2 separate regions of the Gasterosteus aculeatus genome follow, and region 2 is linked to region 1. Evidence: chromatin contacts called from public Hi-C data. All regions are on one chromosome and are shown on one strand. The core of a region is the stretch at or near the end of the contact, and the rest is flanking DNA. Distances in the headings are between cores, read along the strand shown. Region 1 overlaps LOC120808763 (FERM domain-containing protein 4A). Region 2 overlaps LOC120808763 (FERM domain-containing protein 4A).

The links. Hi-C and Micro-C count contacts between places; a contact is called where the count stands out from the background.
Region 2: a contact with region 1 is called in a Hi-C map of whole body, with 7 times the contacts expected there. The contact joins two enhancer-like sites. A contact is called at or near these places in 3 of 6 Hi-C or Micro-C datasets (skeletal muscle, tail fin and whole body).

Annotation. Positions count from the first base shown.
Region 1 is chrX:9,718,990-9,725,252 of fGasAcu3.hap1.1, forward strand. All of the region lies in intron 1 of LOC120808763 (FERM domain-containing protein 4A), which reads left to right. Among protein-coding and RNA genes, the nearest start is that of LOC120808763, 24 kb to the left of the region's middle. Within about 2 kb of position 2,607, at least 3 of the 9 cell types and tissues checked have open chromatin away from gene starts, as enhancers often do.
Region 2 is chrX:9,760,410-9,766,672 of fGasAcu3.hap1.1, forward strand. It overlaps LOC120808763 (FERM domain-containing protein 4A), which reads left to right. Exons shown (of 24, transcript XM_078082645.1): 4 at 1,183-1,275; 5 at 3,685-3,769; 6 at 5,684-5,740. Among protein-coding and RNA genes, the nearest start is that of trnam-cau, 16 kb to the right of the region's middle. Within about 2 kb of position 3,167, at least 2 of the 9 cell types and tissues checked have open chromatin away from gene starts, as enhancers often do.

The DNA.
Region 1 (6,263 bases), core at 1,357-3,856:
ACACACACACACACACACACACACACACACACGCACACGCCTTTGATGAACGAGCAGAGGATTGGTAGTGTCACCCCTGTGACAAAAGGTGACCCTGGATTGAACAGGTACCATGCATCACCCAATCAGTAGACATCTACACCGGAGAGACATTTTTAGGCAGTTCCCGTGCATACACATTAACCGAGGAAATGGGAGTTTCTTTCTTCTTCTCGCCCTATGATCTCATATCTTCTCGCGTCACACTCACTCAGGCATATCCGCCGCTCTTTATCGTGGCCTTTTCCTCTCAACACCTACCGGAGACCCACCATTTGTAGCCGATTCCTTCCTTCTTCCTCCATCTCGATACATCATCCCCGGGCTCTGAGCTGTTACCTCTTTACATGAGCGATAAAGAAGCTCGCAGCAGTCTCTGAAATATGACTTAGGCTCACTAAGGACTTGAGTGGTGTCAACACTGACCTGAGGGGAGAGAGGAAGTAACGACAGAGGCAAAAGAACGGCATGAATTGTAGGACATTATTCCTGAAGGTGTTGAGCCGCATCACCGGAAAGAAAAGGGCCGTAAAACAACTCAACATTTAACACACACAGATGTTCTCAGTAGCAGCAACTGCAATGGATCAGCTCTGACCTATTCAAACGCTGGCAGGAATACTGGAGTTATTACAAATACAAATGCAGCTTAAAGTGCCGGGGCTTTTGAGGAAAATTACTTCCCAGCACCGCAGGCACTCAGGTTCAAACTCTGGCTCCCAATGATTCTGGCTATTGGCCCTTTGAGCCTAATCGTCAAAGTAACAGATAGAAAGCCACAAAAGATCACATGTTTGTACCTGCGCTGATAGCTGCTACCGGTTGGCAGGGGGCACACATTCAGGGGGCGACCACATGGAGCTCCGTGTGCCTCCCGGGGAAGCTGCTAGTTGGCAGACTGTTGTGTGTCGGAGGTCTTAACACTCCTCAGGCTAACAGAGGGAGTTATTAGCATCACGGTCGGCAGCACACGGGGACAAAAGAAGAACAAACACAAATTAAATGAAAAAAATACTATTTATCCATTCAAAACAAGCTGTGACCGTAATGATATTAATAATATTATTTCGTTCTTGTCAAAGATCAGTTCAGTTCTTAAGGACAGCACAAGGTGAAGCAACATTTCGTGACCAAACCATAGTAGATTTTATAGCTCTTACTCTGCGTACTTAATTGGAGCATCCATCCCCTTTTTTCCCATTTTAGTAATTTCAGTACAAAGTGCACGGAGCATGAACAAAATTTACATATGCACTTTTTATGCTCCAGCGCGCTAATGTATGATTCATGATTCACCTACAAACATGCTCAAGGAGACAAAGACATTGAGCACTTTACACACACACACTAACAGTGCATATCCTCTAAACACGTGCATGCACACTGGTCAATTTGCATGCTCCATAACATCTACATGCACAGCCTCACGTATATATGGACCGATATTCTGCAGCCAGACAGCCTCGTTGAAGTAGGAGGCACGACAGCCTCCCAGCAGCAAGGCTGCAGCCAGCGTCTTCAGAGCTGCAGACAGGATGAATTGATGGATATAAGTCGGCGATAGAATGAGAGACAGTGATGGTTGAAGGTGCCGGGATGATTGGACACATGATTGGAGTGGGGAGGTGATTCTTTTAGAGCCGTTCTTGATTTCCAGCACTTGATTTTCAGAAGCATTGGTCCGTGTCGCCAAAGGGGCAGTTTGCCGATCCCATCTGGCTCCTGTGATCCCACTTGTGCTTCTCAGAAACAAAAAGGCAGCACTGCGACAATTATTTTAGTAAATACGTATGTCTTTGCGGGTCATATCATTTAACACCACTGATATTCAGTAATTCTAAACTTATCCTGCTTGGTACCACGTGTCAGATTTTTGATTTTTCTAGTTAGGAACACTCTGCAGTGGTTGCCAGGTATCCTATTATCTCTCTCCCAAGTGTAGACAGCTGCCACAGCGCTGAATTAAATCCAAATATGAAATCAAGGTTGCCAGATTGATGCTCATCCATCCTCCAAGGAATACTTACATCATCCTAAGTGTCTCGCTGACCCTCCAAACTCTCATTACTGCTTGTTAAAACAATTAGGTTTGACGTGTGTCAGATTTATAACTCAACCTTGTGTGTGCTTGTGTGTGCGCATGTACACGTGTTTGTTTTATTCTGAACAGATGTGAGCATCTGCCATTGCAGATAAGGCCATTAATATGTGCCCAGAGGTGTTTGTATGTGGATGTGTTGAGTTTTTGGGCAACAGCTGTTGTTATTTGCAGTGTACCTTGTTTGCACATTCACTTTTGACTGGATCTCTCACATCCTGCTTTAGTTTGTTCGTTTCTTGATGTAGATGTGAACATTAACAGATTTAATAAAAACAGGAGCTGAAACAATTGCATTTGGTGATACAAATTGTATCACACGCCTTACGTTGAGCTCCAAACAGCTCTCACAACACAAACTTGGAAACCGTTTTAAACACAAACTGCTTTTCCCACAGACAGCACGCATTTTAAGCTACATGTCGACACTTGCGCGTGGCTTTAACAAAAGTAAGGGAGGGCCCCATGCGTCATGGTAGATGATAGAGTGAAGGCCGACCCCTTTTATTAAATGAATCATGGAATGCAGACCTGCCATTCCTGAAGTTTGATGTTGGGTAATTATTATGTTTGATGGCCTTGAACACAAGCGGTTTCATAATAATGATACTGCTTCAGAAAAACAGCGTTAGAAATTATTACCGTCGACATGATCAACAATCCAGTGCTGTGATAACCGGTTTGTTGCAGTATCCTTTAGTTTCTCTTTGGTGTTTGGACCAACTATTTATGTTTATCGGTGAAACTGTAGTCGTATTACTTTGCTGTACGACGGTTACATTGTCGCTGCACATGAACCCAGGTGTCATTGCAGGTTTTGGAACTCTCATAGATACTTTTGATCTCCTCCAAAAAACCTTTTCATGCGGTGTTTGCGTTATTTCATCCATTCATGACCCTTTTTCCTCTGAGTTTCTCACCAGTGTGCTGCATTTCATTGCCTGGCCACCAGAGCGCGCTGTGTGATGCGATTCCCTTTGCTTACAGCTCGAGGCTGAGGACATGGACGTCCAGTTGAGTTGCTAACTGAAGAAGAGCAGGCCACCCGGGGCCTTATGTTTGAAGTGGTGCACGTACTCCTTCCCGTAGCTCCTTCAGGAAAGTGTGGGCGAGAAGAATCCCTCCACAGCAATGAGTGCTTATTGAGAAGGTCAGCGCCGTTGAAGAAGAACTCCAGACATTGCTTTAGATTTGCGACTTGCCTCCTCCTCCTCACCATGTCTCTGTCTGATGTATGGAGCCAATAACCAGAGACCTTCGGGTCTCTAATGAGCAGTGGTCTGCTGCCTGGCTGTGTGTGTGTGTGTGTGTGTGTGTGTGTGTGTGTGTGTGTGTGTGTGTGAGCTGGCCTTTGGGCCCCAGTAAACACAGAGCTTTATTGGACAACTCCACCGTTCCCCGCATTCGTCATCACAGCTTTCCGAGAGACATCAGTGTTTTCGTGGAGGGGACCAGGTGGGGAAGGAGGAGCGAGTGGGTTTGTGTGTGAGGTGACCAGGGAATGGTGTTGTGTATAATTAATGACCTCATCCTGCTCCTCCTGCTGTCCAAGAGGGGGGGGGGGGGGGGGGGGGGGGCGCGTGAGTGGGTAAAAGACAAAGAGCAGGGAAAGGAAGTGAAATCAAGACAGAGAAAATGACAAGAAGGGGTAAGGGGAGGACAGCTGGGGACAAAGATTGAGGGAAGGAAGCATATGTTAAAGGCCGCACTTGATTAATAATGAGATTTGTCAGTGACCGAGTTGCCGTCCCATCACCCCCGCTGTCTACTGGGGGGGGCTATCACATAGGCTTCAACCCAATAAATCCGCCTCCTCCTCTTCCCCCAGTCTTTCATTTTTCATGCGCCCAATATTCAGCCCTTTTCCTGCCTCCTTTCCCCTCCGTAGCTTCAGGTGCTCCTCTGTTCCCATGGCGATGACGCAGGCAGAATGTTAATAAGTCCTAATACCAAGGGACGGGACCTTGGCTTGGAGGGAGACCTGGGACTGATCACAGCCTGCCTGTCACAGCCTCTCTCTCTCTTTTCTTATGAATGCTGTGAAGGTGAAGCGGTGTAGCGAGGACAAAAGGCAAGAGACGGCCGGGAGGTGACTGCTCTGTCTAGCAGCAGACTCCAGCGGAGGATGTAGCCCCAGGGGGTCAGCATGCCCCCCCCCCCCCCCCCCCCTCGTCTGTCAGCCCACTTTAGACATTAGGTCTCTTAATGTTTTCCCCGGGGAATCATGCAGAGCACCAGCTGAGCGTCGACACTCCAAAACCAACCCCTGGAAAAGCACACAGACACAGACTGCACTGCTGGGACGGGACACGTTACCGTCACAGTGACGAGAGGGCTGACCTGGAGTAACACCAGGAGGTGAAAATGATCTCCTCAAATTACGCCCGTCTCTCCCCGAACCCCGAGGGCTCCTTCTCCCCCTCGTCCGCTCGTTAACAATGACAATCTGCCTGAGACGTTTGACCAGCGTTGGGGATTGGTTCACCTGTCAGACGCGCTGAGCCCATCTGTACAGTAACAAGCAGCTTAGTCCCATGCCTGCAGCAAGAGGTGGAGCTGCCACCGTCTGGCTTGTGTTACTGCACTCCTGGGAGAAGCCAGACATGTGTGCTGTGGGTTGCAGAATGAGCTCATTAGAAAAGCAAGGAAAATGCAAGCATGAGTGTGTGTGTGTGTGTGTGTGTGTGTGTGTGTGTGTGTGTGTGTGTGTGTGGGTGAAACGATGTGGACAGGTGCAACCTCTTCATACGTTTGCATTTGTTTGTGCGCATACTTTGTTGGTTTGTGGTTTGCATTCCAGAGGGAGCATAATGAAGTTTTAGGAGGCTTATAAGCACAGCTCCATGCAGATAAACGAGACTCACACTAATTTCAGGGGAACTAAGCAACAACACTTTTGGCTAGTGTGAGCAGTGTAGGAAAATGTTCAGTTGTTAACCCCCCCCCCCCCCCCCCGTGTCAAATGCTTGAATTGTTTTTCTAGTCTAATGTAAAACATATTTGTTTAATAATCATTTAATCATTTAACAATCATTTTTAATATCATTGCACAAGTGTAATTGGTATTTTAAACCCTTCGAATTAGTGCAAACTACATTCTATAGTAAATAATCAACATATAGGACTGCACCAGAAATTCCCTGTTATAAAAGCACCGAGACACACACACTCACACACACACACACACACACACACACACACACACACACACACACACACGTACAAATGATGTTTGCATGTTTCCTCCTTTTTTCCCAGTGTCCCAGTATCGTCCCCTGGGAGTACGATCATGTATGACCCATTTCCCCTCATGATCTGGCCTGTTATGATTAAATATGTAACCATATCATCAAACATTTAACTCTCACGCTGCTACAAATCAGTTTCCTAATCGTGTTTGGACTTTGGGGACGGCTGCTCCCGCGCACGTCTTGATCCTAAGTCGACGTGAGCGTGCTGTTCGCATGCTGGAGTGGTTCATCAAAGCTGCGCCAGACGGGCATTCCTGCGTTATTTGTTAAATCAGTGTCAGAGAAACAATGTTTTCACAGCCACTCAACGGCGTTGGTGAGTGCACGCGCACGTCTGTCCGTGTTGGTTTCTCTGCATTGCACAGGCTGGGAAGCCCTCTCGGTACACGGCAAAGTGGGCTAAGTTTACTGGGGCAGAAAATGCAGGAGCGAGTGACTCGACCCAGCGCCTTCGTACAACCGGTCTCTAAAATATGCCTCTATCCCTTTTTTCTGTCTGCTCAGTGTCTCTGAGACGCACACTCACGCTGTGCTGAGAGGCTTGTATGTAGGACGAGAAGGCCGGAAAGGGTTCAGGAGTCCAAAAAGGAGCAAAGTGTGTGTGCGTTTTGTTTTATCTCCCTTTGTGACAGATATTCCAATAAGTCTTGACTCGGATATTTCAAATATCGGTTACTCTGGTTAGTCAGAGTCTGACTCAAATCCAAGGTGACTTTCACTGCGGCACGAATGACATAAGATAGCAGACAGCGCACCTGCCTCTCCCTTCACAGACCCCACACACAACACACACACACACACACACACACACCCAAACGCACATGCCTGACCCAGGAGAGATGCACAAATAGAGAGCCATTCACTGTAACGTGAAA
Region 2 (6,263 bases), core at 1,917-4,416, 42 kb after region 1:
AAATTGTGAGTTGTGAGTTTTAAGCATGGTTTAAGTTTTCAACTACTTAACAAAAGCCAAAACGCATTTAATTGGTTTCTGCTTTGATTTGATTCATTCAAAATATTTGTGCCTTTAATATGTTTCCGCAGGTCTTGTCAAATAACTTTCTTAAAAAACAGGATTCATTTGCAACTTCAGGACAAATGGTATTTGAATTGTATTGACTCGTGTATTTAAAAGAAAAGACATCAATGTCAAAGAGATAAAATGTCAAAAATACATAGTTAACATTAGCAAAACGCTGCACTGTTATCAAAATCAGCGGTATGAAAACTCCAGTTTCCTGTACATAATTTTAAATGTGTGGTTTTCATCTAACAAAATGTATTGTTTATTTATTTATGTTTCTTTTAAATGGCTAACAAGAAAACATATCCAGCTCACAGTTTTACAGTAAAAGTAGATTTCTACCTTCAGATTAAATGATGAATCTCACGTTAGACTCGTGTATTACAGGGATGTTATGATGGATGTTATGATGGCCTACCGATGGATCACAAAGTCATACATGTGAGAAGGATTGGGACAAGAAGCAAAAATGAACTTCTAACTTGTGTTATTGCGTTCGGTGACCTAATGAAGACAGAAGCACCTCCGGCATTGTCCAGAACTAGTCATGCAAAGATACAAGGGATTTGCATACAGGCAAACATTGCCAGGGCCTTTGTTTTTTCTCTTTGTTTTATCTCACGGGCCCACTGATGGCCTCTGCTCTGTGGCATTTCCATGGCTGGGAAGCGTACTGTAGCCATAGTCTGCAGCCCTGCAGTCATTCTGTGATGTGTAGATTTGTTGCTTGTGCCCGGGGACGCGGCTCCGACCGCTCGGTGGTCAAAGGGGCTCGGGGGGGAAAGAGACAGCGACAGAAGGGGGGGGGGGGGGGGTTGAGAGAGATGTTCCGTTGCTCGGGAGACCATGCAGGGTTACCAGGGTGACAAGCTGTCTCTGCAGTTTGTCCCTTCTGTTTGAGGGAGACAGAGAGAAGAGAGGGTTAGAGAAAGGAGGGGGGGGGGGTTGTAACAGGAAAAGAAAAGAAGGGAGGCTCGATAAAAAAGGTTCAGTGCTTTTATATGACGTTTCAGTGCTATTCAGACATGCCAAAAAACACAAGTTCATTTCTGTGTGGTTTTGTGTCACCAGGGGCCATTTTAGTTGGCTTCAGTTGGACCGAAGGGTGTTGGAACACGAGTTCCCCAAGAAGTCTGGTCCTATTGTCCTCTACTTCTGTGTCAGGTGAGTCCTTCTTCATTAAATGAGTCACCTTGCTCACTCACACAGTGTACGGCCTGTGAGTGTGTGTGTGCGTGGACGATAGACAGAAAGATGTGTGTGTGTGTTTATGCTCACGCTATGAAATGACTCCGACCCTGGTGATTAGCTCCTGCCTCAGTATTTGCTGCATGCAAATACGGCTCCATCCCCTACAAACTCGAGCCCTGTCATTTCTTCTAACTCCTAACCCCTTGCGGTGCTGGACTCAACCAATGAAGAGGCAGGTGCGCCGCGGCGAGCTCTCCTTGCTGTGGCGGCGTCATCGCCGAGTCTTCTATGACCTGTAGGCAGGGTTATGAAATACCCCTCCAATCCCACGCTGCTCTCCCAGCCCCTTTGCACCGCTCGCACAATGGCCCCACTGATATCCGAGACGCTCCTGACGCACTGGATCGTGTGTGTGTGTGTTTGTGTGTCTGTGTACATGTGGCTGTTGTGTCTTCAGTAGGCTATTGAAAAAGAAAGACAAAAGACACCAGACCTGAAAATACATTTTTCCAATCTTTTTTTAATCTCAAAGCAAAATGCACTGCACTTCTCAAACCACTCTCCCAAAATACTAGCACTCTCTCACACACACACACACACACACACAAATACACACACCCACACATTCAATTAGAGCCCGGAAGGGAAAGCCAGGCCTTTGTTTTGGGACCACTGTTGTGCTGCGGCCCTCACACATCTCTATGATGTCAAATGTACCCGAGGGACTGAGCCTCGGTTAGGAGCAAACATAGCAACGTTGACGCACATTAACGCTGCTACACAATGTCATCGAGTACTCACTTCCAGGGCGACATTCATGACACAACCCGTCGTGACACAAAGCGGTGACTGTAAAGCAAAATCTGATTGTTAGCAAATAGACTTATTGTTCACCCGCTTTTAATAAACACTGGTGTTATTGTGCATTGTGATACATTCAAAAGATGTGCAGATTGGTGTTTTACTGCCATATTGGCCAAACGCACTATATACTCAAGCTACGTTGACCCTCGCGGTGAGCATTCCTCTTTATCTGGAGTCACGCGATGCTCTGGGTGGGAGTCTCTGTGTGTTTATTTACATAGACTAATAGGGGTTTGAGGATGTAATGTTGGGTGTGCGGTGACTGTGAACTTTGACACCGTTTTTTGCTCGCAGTTCAGTCTAATTGCTAACCTCAATCTATCCAAATGTCACACCTCTGCCTACACACACACACACACGCGCGCGCGCACATCCAACCCTATTTCTAGGACGCCCGTACACACGTGTGCAGATTCAGGAATATAATGGAACAACTGTCAGCCCAAATGTCAAGCCTGAATCTATGATCAATTTTAAATTTTTGTCATGAGCTCAATCTTTATTTGTGTGTGTGTGTGTGGGCGCGTGTCTTCATGTGCAGGTGCATGCACGTCATGTATTTGCATGCGTATGTGGTGTTTGTGTTATGCTTTAGTTCCCCAATGAATGCTAAGCAGATGCCCACCTACTGCTGATTCAGTGGGTGCCTTTTTGCACGCTTGCTGCTGTGCTGGCTCATCAACGCTGTGGCTTTAATTAAATGTTCCCACTGAATATCGACAAGGCTCCAATCCTTCCCTCCTGCGGCTCAATTGGTAACGCGATTTACGCCACCCCGATATTGATCCTCCTCCAATCCCTACAAAGCACACAAATCAACACATTTAGTCACGTGTGTTCCCAGGAATATGTGCTCAGGTCCCATTTTACACACTCACTCGTGGTTTTTAACGTGTTCATGTTTTGATGTACATTTCCCACAGAGATGAGCAGCCTCCTAGCGCACCATCGGTAGCTCCCCTCCCGCTCAGCATGCATTCATGAGCTAAATTTAGGAGGCATTATTATGTTCGCTTCCTCCTCGACGCTCTGCCAGAAGTGGGTTACTGTGCTTCTCTCTCCAGTGTGTAAGGATTGTGCCTGTGGAATCACGACGCACTGCTGATGATGCAGGGAGGCAAACCATGTGTGAAGTGCATCACGTGCACATTCAATCTGTGTGTGTGTGTGTGTGTGTGTGTGTGTGTGTGTTCATGTTGTGGAATGTGCTCACACTAACAAACTAATAATGGATCATTGCCAGCCACCCTGGTGAGAGAGGGAATTGGTTTAATGGGAAGTGAAAGGATGTTGGTTTTTGGGATCAGTTTTTGGTATGAAGCGCCCCCCTCTGGTTACTTTTGTCATTGCATTATTTCTGTCCTTCATGTTTGACTCATTCTCCTGTATTATCAGTGTGTTATTTGAATTCATGATGAACATATACACGATAAACCTCACTGTTTTTCATAGAACTTAAGGTCAACTAATGTATTTGTCCCCTTTCCTGATTGAAATGTGTTCTCCTGCTCTCTTCAGGTTCTACATAGAGAGTATATCTTACCTGAAGGACAATGCCACTATTGAGCTGTTTTTCCTTAATGCCAAATCAATCATCTACAAGGTAAACTCATTATTTTGTCCCCATTATATATAGTACTTATACTGTCAACGCTGGTTTGCGTTTGTGTGATTATGCGGTTGGAAGCATCCCGCTTCATTAGCCCATTTCATTTTTCTAAATGAATAGGCCTGACTGGACTTACATCGGTCTCTACATTGATTTGGTGAAGCAGAAAACGTGCGTGAACCGGCAGCATCAGCTGTTACCCATCACGTTATGTGCTGCACCGCATTCCAGCACTGAGCGAATCATTTGACACACTTGCTGCCATCTGTCACTGTCGCAACACATCTGTTTACAGTGTATTGCAATTGCTAAAAGTTCTGAAATCAGGTCCCTCTCTGTGAAAACTCTACAAAAATATAATACATTTATAATACAATATATTAATACAATTAATACAATATAATACATTTTCTCAAAATATTGCTTGCACATCGCTCGCAAAAAGCAAAAACCACTTGAAACCACACACAGACGTGGTCAATAGTTTAGCTTCATTTGTTAGTGGTTTCAATAATTACGCCACAACAGCTTCTAGTTGGTTTACTTATCATTAGTCTACCTGCCACCCCTGTGGATGCAACGTATATCTATGCGTATAAATACAGTAACATTAGTATAAACCTTAGTGTACGGAACGTGCATTGACATCCGTGCACGGCAGTTCTCTCGTATGACCAGAAGAGGGCGTGTGAGGCCTGAGGTAAAACAGCGAGCCAGCCGAAGCTCCAGAGCAAACTGAGAGACTTCAGAGTAGTGCTGTTGACCGTGGTGGTGAGCTTCATCCCAGCCAAATCCTAGAGTTATATACAGTGCGTTGGCGTTTTGAATCTGTTAAAAGTTTGTGGGATGCGTGTTCTGTGTAGTGCATTATATACAGGCTTGTATTATATATATATATATATATATATATATATATATATATATATATATAATATAGTAAAGCAAACCTAAATTCAGTCCAGTTTAAGCCTAGTTGTTCCACTTGCGAGAAACGGTCACACTGTAGTGTCCCAACAGGAAGACAGAGGCTATGAAACCAAGCAGTCTGGTAGAGACTGTCCCACAAACCGAAGCCCCTCCGGTAGCTCACTTAACAACGTCCTTGAAGAAGATATCACAACCCTCTCCGCTCATTCATCACGTCCTCCTAATAAGAACTTCAGCTTAACGCTGACCAGAGGAGCAAACAAGAAGAGTGCAAAGAAACAGAGAACATGTTGAAAGTTCTCAGAAGTTCAAAAGTAGATCAGGATATATAGTCACATTCTGCTGTCAGTCTTTGTATAAGAAGTGAAAAACATTCTCATACAGTACAATAACCTTGCTGGGTGGTGCACTCAGGGTGGGTTTGTGTCTAGTGTTTCATCCCGGCCGTCTGATCTCCCGACCAATTAAATGGTGGCTTGTAAAGGGAACATTCCTGGCATACTTGACCCACTACTCACTGCCCACTAACCCGTATCCTTCTCCCCCTCAACACACATGTCATGTATATGTACACACACACACACACACACACACACAAATAGAGAGCAATGTGCACTAAAATCTAAAAAAAACACCACCAACGATGGTTTACTTAAAGATTCTCCATTGCTTTACTTTTAACAAAAATGAAACTAGTACAATTAAAAGCACCTTTGGGCATCAACTCCTACCTTAACCCCCCCAACCCTCTGCGTTTGCCTCTAATCTCTGCGCTCCGTCCACATGAAGAGGTTGTGAAATTAGAGAGGGGAGACGGGAGAATAGAGGGGATGAAAGGAACCAGCAACCCATCTTGTGTAAATGGAGGATGATCAGGCGCGTCCATTTACATCCGCACAGTTTGTGTTTTATTTCTCTACTGGCTGCCAGCGGTATGAGCATGTGTCATTCATGACCCCTGTCCTCTCCGTTGTCCTGCAGGAGCTCATTGAAGTGGACAGTGATGTTGTCTTCGAACTGGCTTCCTTTATCCTACAAGTAAGGTTAATTGTGTGTGCGTGTGGATGTCTGTTTTTCGCCGCTAGCACATGCAGCCGGTAATGAAAGTGTTCCCCTAAAATGTGTTATGATTTTAATTCCCAATTATTCAACACATATTCTCTAATGCAGTCATCAAACCGTCAGTAATCCGCAGTGACAAATCCTAAAAAAACTCAACTGTCTTTGTTGGTAGCAGAATTCTTTGTGCAGTCAGTGCTAATGAATAACAGAGGGGAAGAGCTTATACTTATTCTTAGCTTATTCTCTCTCCGATCCCTTTCTCAGGGTTGGTCAGTCCGTTAATCGCGATACTGCGGGGTCACGTTACACATAGACTGAGCTGAGTGGTTTGTCTGTGTGTGTGTGTGTGTGTTCTGTATGCAGGTGCAGATGCACAGTATCAGGTATCTGCTCTGCAGGCCTTCAGAGGTTTTACTGTAGACGGTTTAGTGTTTCTCTCTGATTCCAGCACAGTAGACCCGACTTTCACCAATGCAAACAGAACATAATCACATGTTTT